Linked DNA regions of Bombyx mori: region 1 is linked to region 2. Evidence: chromatin contacts called from public Hi-C data. All regions are on one chromosome and are shown on one strand. The core of a region is the stretch at or near the end of the contact, and the rest is flanking DNA. Distances in the headings are between cores, read along the strand shown.

The links. A called contact is a pair of places that touch in the nucleus more often than the background predicts.
Region 1: a contact with region 2 is called in a Hi-C map of posterior silk gland, with 1.7 times the contacts expected there. The contact joins the promoter of LOC101741502 here to the enhancer-like site in region 2. A contact is called at or near these places in 2 of 7 Hi-C or Micro-C datasets (middle silk gland and posterior silk gland).

The regions. Positions count from the first base shown.
Region 1 is chr4:11,851,050-11,857,589 of ASM3026992v2, reverse strand. It overlaps LOC101741502 (activating signal cointegrator 1 complex subunit 1), which reads left to right and starts at 4,000. Exons shown (of 7, transcript XM_038021763.2): 1 at 4,000-4,398; 2 at 6,416-6,509. The coding sequence starts at 4,287.
Region 2 is chr4:11,795,386-11,801,781 of ASM3026992v2, reverse strand. It overlaps LOC101743190 (schwannomin-interacting protein 1 homolog), which reads left to right. Exons shown (of 12, transcript XM_021351118.3): 5 at 523-623; 6 at 815-912; 7 at 2,075-2,201; 8 at 2,827-3,027; 9 at 4,329-4,501; 10 at 5,005-5,145. Among protein-coding and RNA genes, the nearest start is that of LOC119628442, 26 kb to the right of the region's middle. Within about 2 kb of position 1,506, at least 5 of the 8 cell types and tissues checked have open chromatin away from gene starts, as enhancers often do.

The DNA of each region.
Region 1 (6,540 bases), core at 2,751-5,250, 53 kb before region 2:
GCGAGATCCGCCTCCCTGGACCCCGCTCGACGGGGCGGGCCTGGGCATCTCTCACGCGCCCCGCCGCCTCGTTTTGCGAGATGGTGCACTCGCAGAAGTCGAGCATCGCCTTCCACGACTCGTCGTCACTGAGCATCTATGCCAAAACACTCGGCAACGACAAGTCGTTTCCTATTTTTGCGACGAGGACACGCCGCCACCCCTCCCATGCGGGGCAGGCGACGATCGTATGCTCTGCCGTGTCCAAGTCGCAACCACAATGATAGCACTCTGCCGTCGGCTCGGCTCCGATCCGGTGTAGGAACTCACCGAAGCAACCATGCCCAGTGAGTAACTGCGTGAGCCGGAAAGTGAGGCGTCCTCTGTCACGATTTACCCAATTCACAAGAACCGGGCGAATCGCCTCGACGGTCCTATGACCAGCCGAAGGATCGGCCAGCCGCCTGGACCATGACTCCAGCACGGACCGCTGAGTTTGGGCCCTCCGCGCTCTGACCACACTAGGGCTGGGACGCGCCACGCCCCGGGCACGAAGGTTAGCCCGCCACTGCTAGTCAGCGGCGAGCGCCTCCGCCTCCAGGACCCAAGGCGGCGTCCCAGCCAGTACACACGCCGCCTCGAAAGAGATGGTGCGATAAACACGGATGATCCTGACTGCGATGGTGCGTTGCGGCCGTTGCAGCAACTTCGCTACCCTCCAACCCCCCCCCCTCCCCCCGGGACACGACTAGCGTATCGTCTGCGTAACAGATTACGCTTACGCCCGGGAGGAGGGCACCTCTCAGTACCCAGTCATACCCGATATTCCACAAAAGGGGGCCGAGCACTGAGCCCTGTGGAACATCGCCCACGACTGGGAGCCTGTGTACGATCCCACCGTGACCAGTACACGTGACCGATCTGTCCTCCAAGTACGAAGCCACCAGTCGGCGAAGGTAAGGGGGCACTCCGTGTCTTACCAGGGGCATTTTTTTAAATAAAAGAACACTTATTGCGGCATAACTATAATAGTTAGACATATGCTGTCGCGACACTTTTTGTAAATAATAATGTTTTCTACAAAGTCGTAGTACATTATTTTATTCTATCATCAATAGTTTTCGTATTTCAATTTTTTTTCAAATCGGCTTAGTAGTTTCGGAGCCTATTGAATACAAACAAACAAACAAATCTTTCCTCTTTATAATCTTAATATATATAAATCTCGTGTCACAATGTTTGTCCTCAATGGACTCCTAAACCACTTAACCGATTATAATAAAATTCGCACACCATGTGCAGTTCGATCCAACTTGAGAGATAGGATGGTTTTTATTTCGATGAATGGTCGCAATATTTATTAATTAACAATAAAATGATTTCTTATGTTGATTTTTGTTATTAATTGTAAGTTTCATAAGTCTAAAACAGATGGCGCCTTAAATCAGTTTTTACAGACAATTGTTATACTGTGACTTTAATATCTCATAGATGGCGCTGTGCTAAAAATACCAACGTTTCACATAAACTACAATTTAATGGCATAAGCACCACGTGTTTCTGAGGCTAAAGTATAAGTGAAATTTATTTCGTAGTAAACGCAATACAGTGAAATCCAATTGTTCTTACGTTGTCAATTTTTGGTATTAGCATAGGCGGCCGCGAGTTATTTAGAAACAAAAACCTAAGCCACAGCCACAGCAACGTGTGGCCGGGTCCGCTAGTATTAGTATAGATATTAATTATTACAAATAATAAAAACGCTGACTTAGGCGGCGGTTTTTATTTGAACCAGTTCTAAATTATAAACTAAAATTCTATGAAAAATTACCCATAAATCTAATACGAAATGATATTAATTTATTTTTCGTAGTTTCCTTCCTTCTTGCGTCGATAATCCTCAGTGCTGAGGGTCATGGCCTCCTCTAATAACTTTCTCCTGCATCATCTTGCGCCATTCCTGCCTGTCCTCGGCTGTGTGGATAGCAACGTGGACTGAGATATTGAGAGTGGAGCGTATTTTGTCCGACCAGCGCATTGGATTTCTGCCTCTGTGCCTTCTCCCGCATACCTTGCCTGTTACCAGCAGGTTTTCCAGATTGTCACCTCTCTTTCTGACGATATGTCCAAAGATTTCGAAAATTCTCCGCGCGCATGTAGTGCTGAGGCGCATTGAAATCTTGAGCTCGGTAAGAATGGATTCGTTGGTTCTGTGTTCTGTCCAACGAATCCCGAGCATTTTCCTCCAGCACCACATCTCAAACGCGTCGATGCGTTAGCGATCGGCTTTCTTGAGGGTCCAAGTCTCGGCGCCGTAGAGAAAAATGGAAAAGACGAGGGGGGTGACGAGCTGCTTTTTGGTATTCCTCGAGATGTTTCTGTCCGCCCAAACACGGTCCATTTGGGACATAGCTCTCTTTGCCATACTGATTCGCCTTCTGAGGTTCTTTTCGGAGGATCCATTACTAGCTATGACGGAGCCCAGATAAATGAAATCCTCTACGACTTTCAGGTTTAGCTTATTCGTAGTTTAATAAGTTATTATTGTTAGTAGTATTATTTACTAGTCGAAATATAAATGTTTAATTATCTTATGATGAGAATCTTATATTAAAGAGAAAGATATTCAACAAAAATAGTTTCGTTCTAATAAATTAGCATAGTAATAGTACAGTGAACTAGCAATTTATTTTGGTGATTCTGAATTTAAACAAACATATTGATGAGAAGAATTCATTTTTACTTTGCAAATTTGTAAATACACGCTCTGTAGCAATGTACGGACATAATATAATAATATGAAGATACAATAATAGCATCTACAAATACATAATTATGTACTACGTGGTACTTACTACATTTACTAAAATTAATACAACATTTATTAATTAAATTAATGAAATTGGGGTTTTAAAGTTTTAGGGGTGTATAAAAAATGGGGGGCGCTGAAAAGTAATTGATTTTCAAAGGGGGCGGTAAAAGAAATAAGTTTGATAATCACTGGTCTAGTGAATAGTTAGTATGCCGAACTGCCGATATCGGGCACGGGGTTCGAATTTTAGCCGTGCTTTGTACATACCAACGAGTTTTCGACGAAACATTATGTTCCTATGGTATCTACCTGTACTGAATACCGAGTGTTTTAAACATTAAGAAAAACATTGCGAGGAAGCTTGTAAGACTGTCCTATTTCCAATGCATCATATAGTTGAAACTATAGATGTATAAAATATAACAATTATAGGTACCTAGGTAATGAAAATAAAAAAAACTGATTGTAGTTACATACTACTAGTAACATATTATTATATTGGATCACTTTAATACAATTTTATTGTAAAATATAAATAATATTCTTTTATAGTTTGAAATTAATGATTAACTCTTCACACTCATTGTTCATTTATGTGATTGAACGAGAACTGAACGCATCACTATTACTTTAAATATAGCAACATTATTTCACAAAGTGACATTAGCTACTGTCAGCTGGCTTCGTCTAATTAAAAATCCGACTATAAAATAAGACATGACTTAAAGGTCTTAGTTACCAGGTCATAAAATCTCTTAAAAAAAATATAGAAATAACAGGACTTTTTTTGGCGGGAACGCGAGGAGTGAAGTTGTGTGATTTGTTTTATTTTGTCTATTTAGTGTTTCTTCGGGTTTAGGTGTGTAATAATGGTGGTTTATTAACTGTTTAATATCTGTGAAAGTGCACAAATGTGGGAAAATGAAACAAAGCCGCTGGACGTAACTTCTCGGGATCCTCAAAAAAGTCCACTGAAAAAATCTTAGTAAATGACCACCACTTTACTGAGATTATATTGCATCCCATATCATCTCAATTCATTTCATTTAATTTCATCCCAGTTGATTAGTGTCTCAAATTAATCATCTTCATTTCATTTTACTCCATAATATCATTTTTCATGCAAATATGAATATAAATTAAAATAAGACATGACTTAAAGGTCTCAGTTACCAGGTCATAAAATCTCTTAAGAAAAATAATAGAAATAACATTATGACCTAAAAGTCTCTGTCAAAGGCTGTATGGGTTAGGTCCCCTTGCCTTTCCTAATAAGGAAAAATTGTACCAAAAAAAAAAAGTCTGTCACCAGGTCATAAAAATTATTAAAAATAAAAAATAGAATAATATTGAGCGTCGGAATATTTTTTTTGGATTATCATAATTAAACTTAATTATTAAGTGTAATATCTATTACATTACAATCAACAATGTAAAATTGTGTAGTATATTGTAATGGCAATCAAATTTGGACAACTGTTTAAAAAAAATTAAAATGTTACGGAATTTAAAACCAGAAGTAGTCTGGATTGAAGGAAGATGTTATAGAGCTAATGATTCACCAGCTGAATTTAATTCAATGCAAGAACATGATCTGTATGAAAATGGTAAAAATATTTTAAATTGAAATAAGATTACGCTAAATTAAAAATTAAAGAAAAAATTATGGATACTAAATACCGAGTGAGAGCGGATAGCGATAACGACAACTATTTTTTAATAGCAATCAAGACAAGACAGAAGAGGAATATAAGTACTAATCACAATAAAAAACAATACTTTCCACTTTAGCTTACACATTCTTTTAGAATTCATCAAGAAAGTGTATTTTGATATAAAAACTTAATTTTATGAATGGAAGAACTAATAAGAACATTATACTATAGAATTAAGGGACTGAAGTTAAAATAGAGGGAGAAAATAAGAAAGAACATAGCAATTTACTTAGAAACACTACATTTACTTGCTTAAACAGTACAGGAAATTTGGCTACAAATTAAGATTACATTACTTAAATTATTTTGTAGTCCATGGTGTGTCAGAAGTATTTTAGAATTCATTCATGCAATTTTTTATTTTCAATTGTGAGGATCTACTTCACAGCAGAGCAAGTTAATAACATAAAAATATCTCCCCTCTGAGCCTGACTAATCAAAGAAATGATAAATCAATTAATGGGTGTTTGTCTGTAAACTGGGCAAGAATTAGAAGTGAATTTTAAGAATTAGCATATAACAGTAATCACCTATATAATAACTTAATCTATTTTGTACACACTTCATTAACTATTCTTATATTGATTTATTAAATTGATATTCTCTTAATAGTTCTTAAAAAGCAGTCCCATGATGTGTTCTCAAAACATTATTGTCACCTCAAATTTAATTAACTAAGACATAACTATTCGAGTCTATGAAATTGTTTTTCTATTCAAATATAAATTGTATTTTTCATTTAGTTTGCATTTCTCTGATGTAGGCCCCTGTATAGATGTTTCAGAAAATGTTCAATATTTTTTTAAAGTTCTGGAAATGTTTGGTTCACCTGTCATATATTAATAAATATATTGATATTTATTCCTCAGGTACAATTTAATAAATATTTAAGCAAAAAAATTTGCCTAAGCAGCTTTCTTAAAATTACTTGCGTAGTTTACAGAGGAATATCCCAATACATAATAGTTATTATATATATTAGATGATGTATTAAGTAATTAGATGATACAAGACAATGCAGTGTTCAATGGCTTTTACTATGTAACAAACCCAGTTATAGTCAAAATAAAAATCAAAGAACTAACAGGTGCTTGAAATGTTTGTATAGTCCATATAAAAATTAAACTGTTGAAAGAAAAACAAAAATAACTGTCGAAAAGTTATAACAGTAACTATACTTAAAAAATGCAGTGAAAACCTTGAAGATTTGAAACCATCTGTACCTAAATTTAGAGATATTTACAAAAAATTTGAAACAAAATTAGATCAATCTCAAAGAACAATAAACACCATGTTAAAGAAACTAGAATGTTAAGAAATTAACAATATTTACTGCGAACTCAAATAAAAAAATGTAGTGGTTTACTACAATATGTAGTACTGAGATTATGTCTGTAGGAAAATTAATATGTGATCAGAAAAGTATCTTTATAACTGCTTATATAATTTCGAGATTATATCACATATATATAGATGCTTATATAATTTCGAGATGATATTTCGACATGATATCATCACCTAGTCAGCACTTGGTGCTAACTCAATACCAAAGCCAATAGACAGCAAAGTATCAAGTTTATAATATCAAAGTTATAATGATTCAGATATAATAGAGTTGTAACCATTTTAATTTCATTCTAGAGGGTACATTATATTAGAATAAAGTTCTCAATATCCACCATAATCCCACATCAAATCTCGCTTTGCAGGAAAGGAGCCTATTTTATCTGTCTCAGTTACAAACTTCCTACCCTTATGGCTTGATCATCATCCCAGGATGCTTGATGTAATGACTTCACACAATATACTTTTAGTGTACAAGTTGCTCCTCTTCAAGTTCATGTAGTTAAAGAATATTTAATTAAATTCGTTAAATTAAAAAAGTAAAAATTCCCATATTTTATTTCAGAAATAACATTTGAAGACCCAGATGATGAAGAGGATGACTTCAAAGTTGTAATGCTGGATAATTCTAGATATTGTACAAGTTTTCATGTTTCTAAGTAAGTTTTGTTTTTAAATAATAAAAGCCAA
Region 2 (6,396 bases), core at 257-2,756:
AATTGAAATTTAGAAAATACGCAGTAAGCTACATGTGCAATTAATCCATGTATACATCTGCCGCGATGTAGCGCGGTCTGTCCTCAATTTTTGAGCCGCTTCATAGACCTTTAAACAACTTTACTTTAAAACAGCTATAGATATACTTTTTTCGTTGCGCTTCTATTTTGCTAATGCATATAGGTTAAGTTGTAATGTAATTTCGAAGTGGCTCAGTCTCAAATATGAAAACCCATAAATCGCAAAAGCAATCCATATGTTTGAACCGTACGTACATATACATATCATGAGTGGAATTGAAAATAGATTTGACGTAATCTTAACAATCCTGGTAAATTTAGAAGTTGGTTTAATTCATGTCTGAGTAGTCTACATAATTTCTCTTACATTCGGCTAATTACATTTTAGAATCTATTCACAAAATGAGGTTCAATGTTTTTAATGGAACGAAGATAGTGAATATTTGTAAGATTCGTAATTTGTATTGTTAAATAACATATCGATGTATTTGAGAAATTTCAGAGGTCCAAGGGACCGTTTTAGAGAGCCGAAAAATAGTAATAGCAGTGCTCAAAGTAAAATATCCGTCCATGGTGATAAGGTCACCAAAGAGATTGACTTAGGTATGTATTAAACTATATTAAATTGCTCTGTTTAGTAAACAACTGTATTCTGTACAATTTTATTCTGACCAATAGGTAATAAAAAATATAATTATTTTAATTTTAATTTAATAATAATAATATTAAAATTATCTTTCTATTTATGATAATTAAGTTTCCGCTCTTATATGAATTATTTCGAATGTTTTCAGAGAGTTTTGATGTATACAATATTGAGACTGCTTTACCTAAATTAGATTTGGATGCTATCGAAAGTCATCTTAAAGCAGCCAAAGAAGCGGAACGTCGGGTAAGTCGCAAAATAATTACTTGTCCATAATTATTTATTTAAATGTATCTAATCCATATGGGTGTAAAATTATAGTAACACTGGTAGTAAGTTTAAATTTACGCGCTACAAAAGTAACGGTAAATGCACACTCGGAGTTTGATCCACGTCTGCTGCAGCCATGTGTAACAGTTAATTACAATAGGTAGGTAGTAAACGTCTTGAACCAGCTTTCTACGGTGATTCAGCGGTATAGCTGGTTGTTAGTCTCCAGTTTTAAAAGTCAATTCGAGCAGCAAGGTGTACGATTGCGTTCTATTGACAGTGTTGACACGTATAAATATATTGTTTATTAATTTTGTTGAAACAAAGTGATGGAATCAATGCCGTATTTTCATCCTGAACAAAGACATTACAAAAAAGACACAAGGTTTCTCTTGGATTTATACACGATTACTTATGATAATCACGAGTCTGTGGATAATATTTGTTGCCTCGTAAGTTCTATAAGCATCGTAAAACCTTTTTTTGACATACAGATAAACTGACCAAATTAATATAGTTTGGGTTGAGTTCCATAGACAAATTAAATGGAACATTCTGTAAATGTGTGACCTTGTCCTAAAATGTCACATTGACGGGATTGACAAGAAAGGATAACGTCGTTTTTTTTTTGTTTACCATTGTGTGCTATAAACAAAACGTGCCATATTTTTGCCAAATTTAAGAAGACTGATTTGTATTTATTATGTTTGAGAGCTTAATTACTAATATAAGGCGGAAGCTTACCAAACCGTCGCCGGAGACTGCTGATAATTGTGAAACAGTAGAAAAAACAGGACTTAAAAAACGACTGCACCTGTTCAAGTTAAAATTAACAAAACCAGATGTCAAGAATCCCCCTATAGACCAATGTGATGATATAGCGTTAAGTCCACGTGCTAATGGTGTTGCAGGGTGTGCTCAAACTGAAATTGAATGGCCAAAAATAACAGACAATAATCCTAACTTATTAGATAAATTTACTAGGATTGTAACTATTACTGACTATGCACCATATCATGATAAAAAAGTAATTTAATTAAATCTCCATTGTGTTTTAAAATGATACAAAACAATGAATATTGGTTTTACATTCTTATCTAAAATAATTTGGACTATGTCATAATTTTATTTATTACAGAAACGTAATGATAGAGAGGAAATTAGAAGGCGTTTGGCTATGGGAGCAGATGCAGATGAATACTTCAGTATGGGACACACAGAGCGCCCAGGGAAAAAACCTAGCTTACAGTCTCGACTTCAAAGTGGTATGGCTTGTAAAATTCATTTATGGTGTTTATTTTAGATTAATTAAGTTACCAATGAAATATTGTTTATTAAAATGGTAATGGGGCTATAAACTGGGATGCTTGATTGTTGCTTTTGAGTTTAAATTCAATTAGATCTATGAATAAAAGGGTATTTGTATGGTGCCATATCTATTATAACCATTTGATACACACTCACACACATAGTTGAGAAAGTAATTGAAACTAGTACAAAAAAATATTAGTAATAATTAACTTTTGAAATTAACAAAAAGGTTTTGATATAAAATTGGGTACTATATGCCTCTCCTACAAAGCACATTCTTTTCAGCATGATAGAACTCTTAGTTATCTTCCGGTTTCCTATTAGATTTTGATTTTATTGATTGTCTCAATTTAAGATTAATTCAAAATTCATTAGAAGGAATAAAAATAATCAGTCAGTACAAATTCCTACATGTTTTATTTACATTGTTGTAATAAAGCCTACACCTAATATTTAGAAAAGTAATATTTATGGAAACTAATATTCTAATATTTGTGAGAAATAAAAATCAATTATCATCACACTGCTTCATTATAAATTGTGTTTAATTGTGTTGTGTGTTTTGCAATGTGGATACAGGGATGAATCTGCAAATTTGTTTTATGAATGAAACAGCATCGGAAAATGAATTTCAAGATTTGGACAAGAATGTAAATTATGAAACAAAAAGTCTTTCACAATCCAGTCTTTTCAGTAAATTAAACTATAACCATCCTTATCAGACAAGGCCATTGTCGGTCAATATAACAAAACATGACAAAATTAGCACTCTTCAGAGCGGTGAGTACACAGTTTCTACCCATGCTGTGGTCATTGTCTTATTGTCTTTAGTGTGAAATCAATTTTGTAAAGGGAAGTCAATGCTTTGTTTTAATGTTTTTGTAGCCATTGGTGATGTTGCAAGTATATATATATTTTGTTTAATAAACACGGTAAAGGAATTGTTACCAAAAAATAATAAAGTGCTACCTACCTCAATGGTGACATTAGTAATTAAATTTTCCTTAAATTAGCATCTTGAAAATAAGACTGTCTTGGGAGAAGGATTTAATGCCAACCCAACTTCTAGGGTGATCTCAATGACTTAAGGGAACGTACCCATACTACGTGACCCGTGTAGGGGGGGGGAGCGGAGTCTTTAAAATACTACGGTCAGTCACAGGAGCGGGGGGGGGTGGCTCAGGTTTTTGTCACGTAGTCGATTTCGAGTAGAGTCGTAGTCAGAGAAATCTCGTATTTTTTCGACCTATATTCGAATATAGCATGTTTAGCGCTTTGTAAACTCACACTACATAATTCACTAGTAATTTAAGTGTGTATGCAGTCTTAGCCAATAAAGACGAGTAAGGAACCAAATTATTATAACTTTTTTAAATTTTTGCGTGTGAAATGATTAAAAATCATAATTAAGAATTACTACGTGAAAACTAAAGGGGGAGAGGGGGGGTCTTGGCATATACTACGAGTGATCAGCTAGGGAGAGGTCAAAAAAACTAAAAAAATTGGTCACGTAGTATGGGTACGTTCCCTAAGATGTGATTTTATAGATTATTCTTGTGCACTTAAGCAGCAATCTTATCAAACTGCATGAAAACCTGCAAAGAACCACTATTTTAATAAGAGGAAATTAACATTTTCACTCACATAAGGAATCAACAGCAGTACTAAACAGCGTCAATATTTTTGGAAATGGTTCCTTTACTATATATGAGTCGTCTATTATCAAAGGTGGCAATCTGTGCATTTGGACAAAAAAAAATTATTGATATGTCAATACAGATTGATTTGAATATAATCGTCTCCTTCAAAGAATACGGTTCAAAACCTGCATTAAATAAAGGTTAATAGTTAACCTGTTATTTATCTAAGATGTCGTTCCGAAGAGTTTTGTGACTGCCAATGGAATACAAAGTCAATAATTCGTTTTTCTGATTTACCAATCATTGTCCAAAAGTCAGATTGCCGGCTTTGATAATAGTCGACTCATATGTACTGACACCAAAAACTATATATTATATAAAAATATAAAATTATTATGTATGTGTAAGGATATAAGTGAATTGGAACCATTATAATTTCAGGTGCGAAATTGCGTCCATCAGCTTTACAAAAGAATAATAAGTCCCGTTCTTCACACTCGTTGGGTCATATTGAGCTGAAAGAGTCAGATTTTTATGCACTACAGGCGACACTTCAGACCGAGGCGCGGATTGCGCTGGCCCAAGCAAAAGAAATGGCACGTATTCAAATGGAGGTGAGACTCTAGTCCAGTAATGGCAAGACTATTGTGTTCCTTTTTTTTTCCCTAGCTATGCTGATAGCCTTGAGAGGCTATTTCAGGTTTGCCCTAACATGTACGTAAGCTCACGGGGCTCAGATCGAAGTGATGCTAACACTGGCCCTAGCAAGAGCAGTGCTTCACAGAATCTACCACCGGATCGGAAACACGACCCACTGAGAAGATCCGGCGAGAAACTCAGTGGGCTGTGTCTGTGGGTTAAGTTGTGTCCCTTTGTTTATCGGAGCGTAAATACGAATTGTATGTGTGTTTTGGACAGCGGTAACGCTGGAGAAAAATCTTTGCTTACAATATAGTTGAAATTGGAATTTAATAACAATATTGAATTTTGTTTATGCAGTTTGTTATGGTTATGCATATTTTGTAAGAATTGAACATTACATTAGACACTGGTCGAAATCAGAACAACATTATACACAAAATAAGTGTTATTCAGTGGATATATATTACACTTCTAGCATGAACGTCGCAGCCGTCCGGTGTCGCCCGTGACCGAAATGTTAAGACGTAGCATGGAGAAGGCAAGCGCGCCGTTAGCTGCTGATCGACGTCGGGTATCCCGACAGCTGCTCACCGATATGAATATTGCACAGTTGCAGGTAAATAAATTTCTTTCAAAGGAAATACTCAAACTCACTTAAGTGACTTTAGTACCAACTAGCTGTACCCGTCCGCTTCGCTGGGTATTTAATTTAACATTATTATTTCTCACCCCCACAAAGATTCATCAAGATTCATCAAGATCATTAACGCCCCCGCAACTGGTGTAGGAAGTCCAACACTCATATAAATATTAGCGTATCCATTGAGTACATGTATTTTCTACATGGATACCAAGTTTCAAGTCAATCGGATGCATGGTTCAGTAGTTATATCGGAACATCCGTAAAAACCACTGTAGATTTATATATAAGTATAGATTCAAATTAGCAGTTTTTTAGATCATCAATTAACATTCGACTTTTGTATTTGATTGTGGTAGTTTGGTACCTTGCTAAAGTGAGTGTATGCAGTAAATATTAAAATCCTCTTTTTAAACTAATTAGGGTATTTGAGAATATTTACGTCTGTAATTGTGGCTTGTTTGAGCCGGCACGGGTAGGTACCACCACACTGCCTATTTTTGTCGTCAAGCAGTATGTAATACGTTTCTTTTTGAAGGATGAGGCAGCCATAGAAGTACTGTCAAAATAATATAATGTGGGCAAAATTCACATGTCAAGTTATGAATCGTTTCGCTTTAGACATAAAAACTTTAGTTTAAAATATACGACTTAAAAAAGAACAACGTTCTTTTAATATCACAAAACTCAAGGCTAATATGGCGTTTTACAACAACAAAAAAAGCCTGTGATTATTATCATAAAACTTGTTTCAATTATACCACTTCAAATGTATTGTTGACAAAAAAAATATATTTAATAATTTTGTTGATTGTATGTATTTTCACATAATTAAGAATATAAATCTAAGCAAATCAAGGCCGTCTAGTTATACTTGCATTTCTAATTTGTTTCGGGTTTGTTTTGAACGGTTAAACCGCGACCTTCCATCTGATTTTGGTCTTCGCGTGTGCTTACTCATGCACAAAGCCCATTAAACACAATGAATTTATTCTTAGAGCCACAATAAGTATTGTGTAACGTTTTTTCTTTCTCTTTGTAATGAAAAAAATATATATTATTTCAATATTACCAGCGAACGTTCGTGTGTTTACTTTGTATGCCAAATTGGTTTTGGTTGAATTAATTATATATTTCGTACGCGGTGGTTAATTAACGGCCGTCTGGTGTAGTGGCAAGTGACATGGTCACTACATACGGGGGTCGCGGGTTCGAATCCCGCCAAGG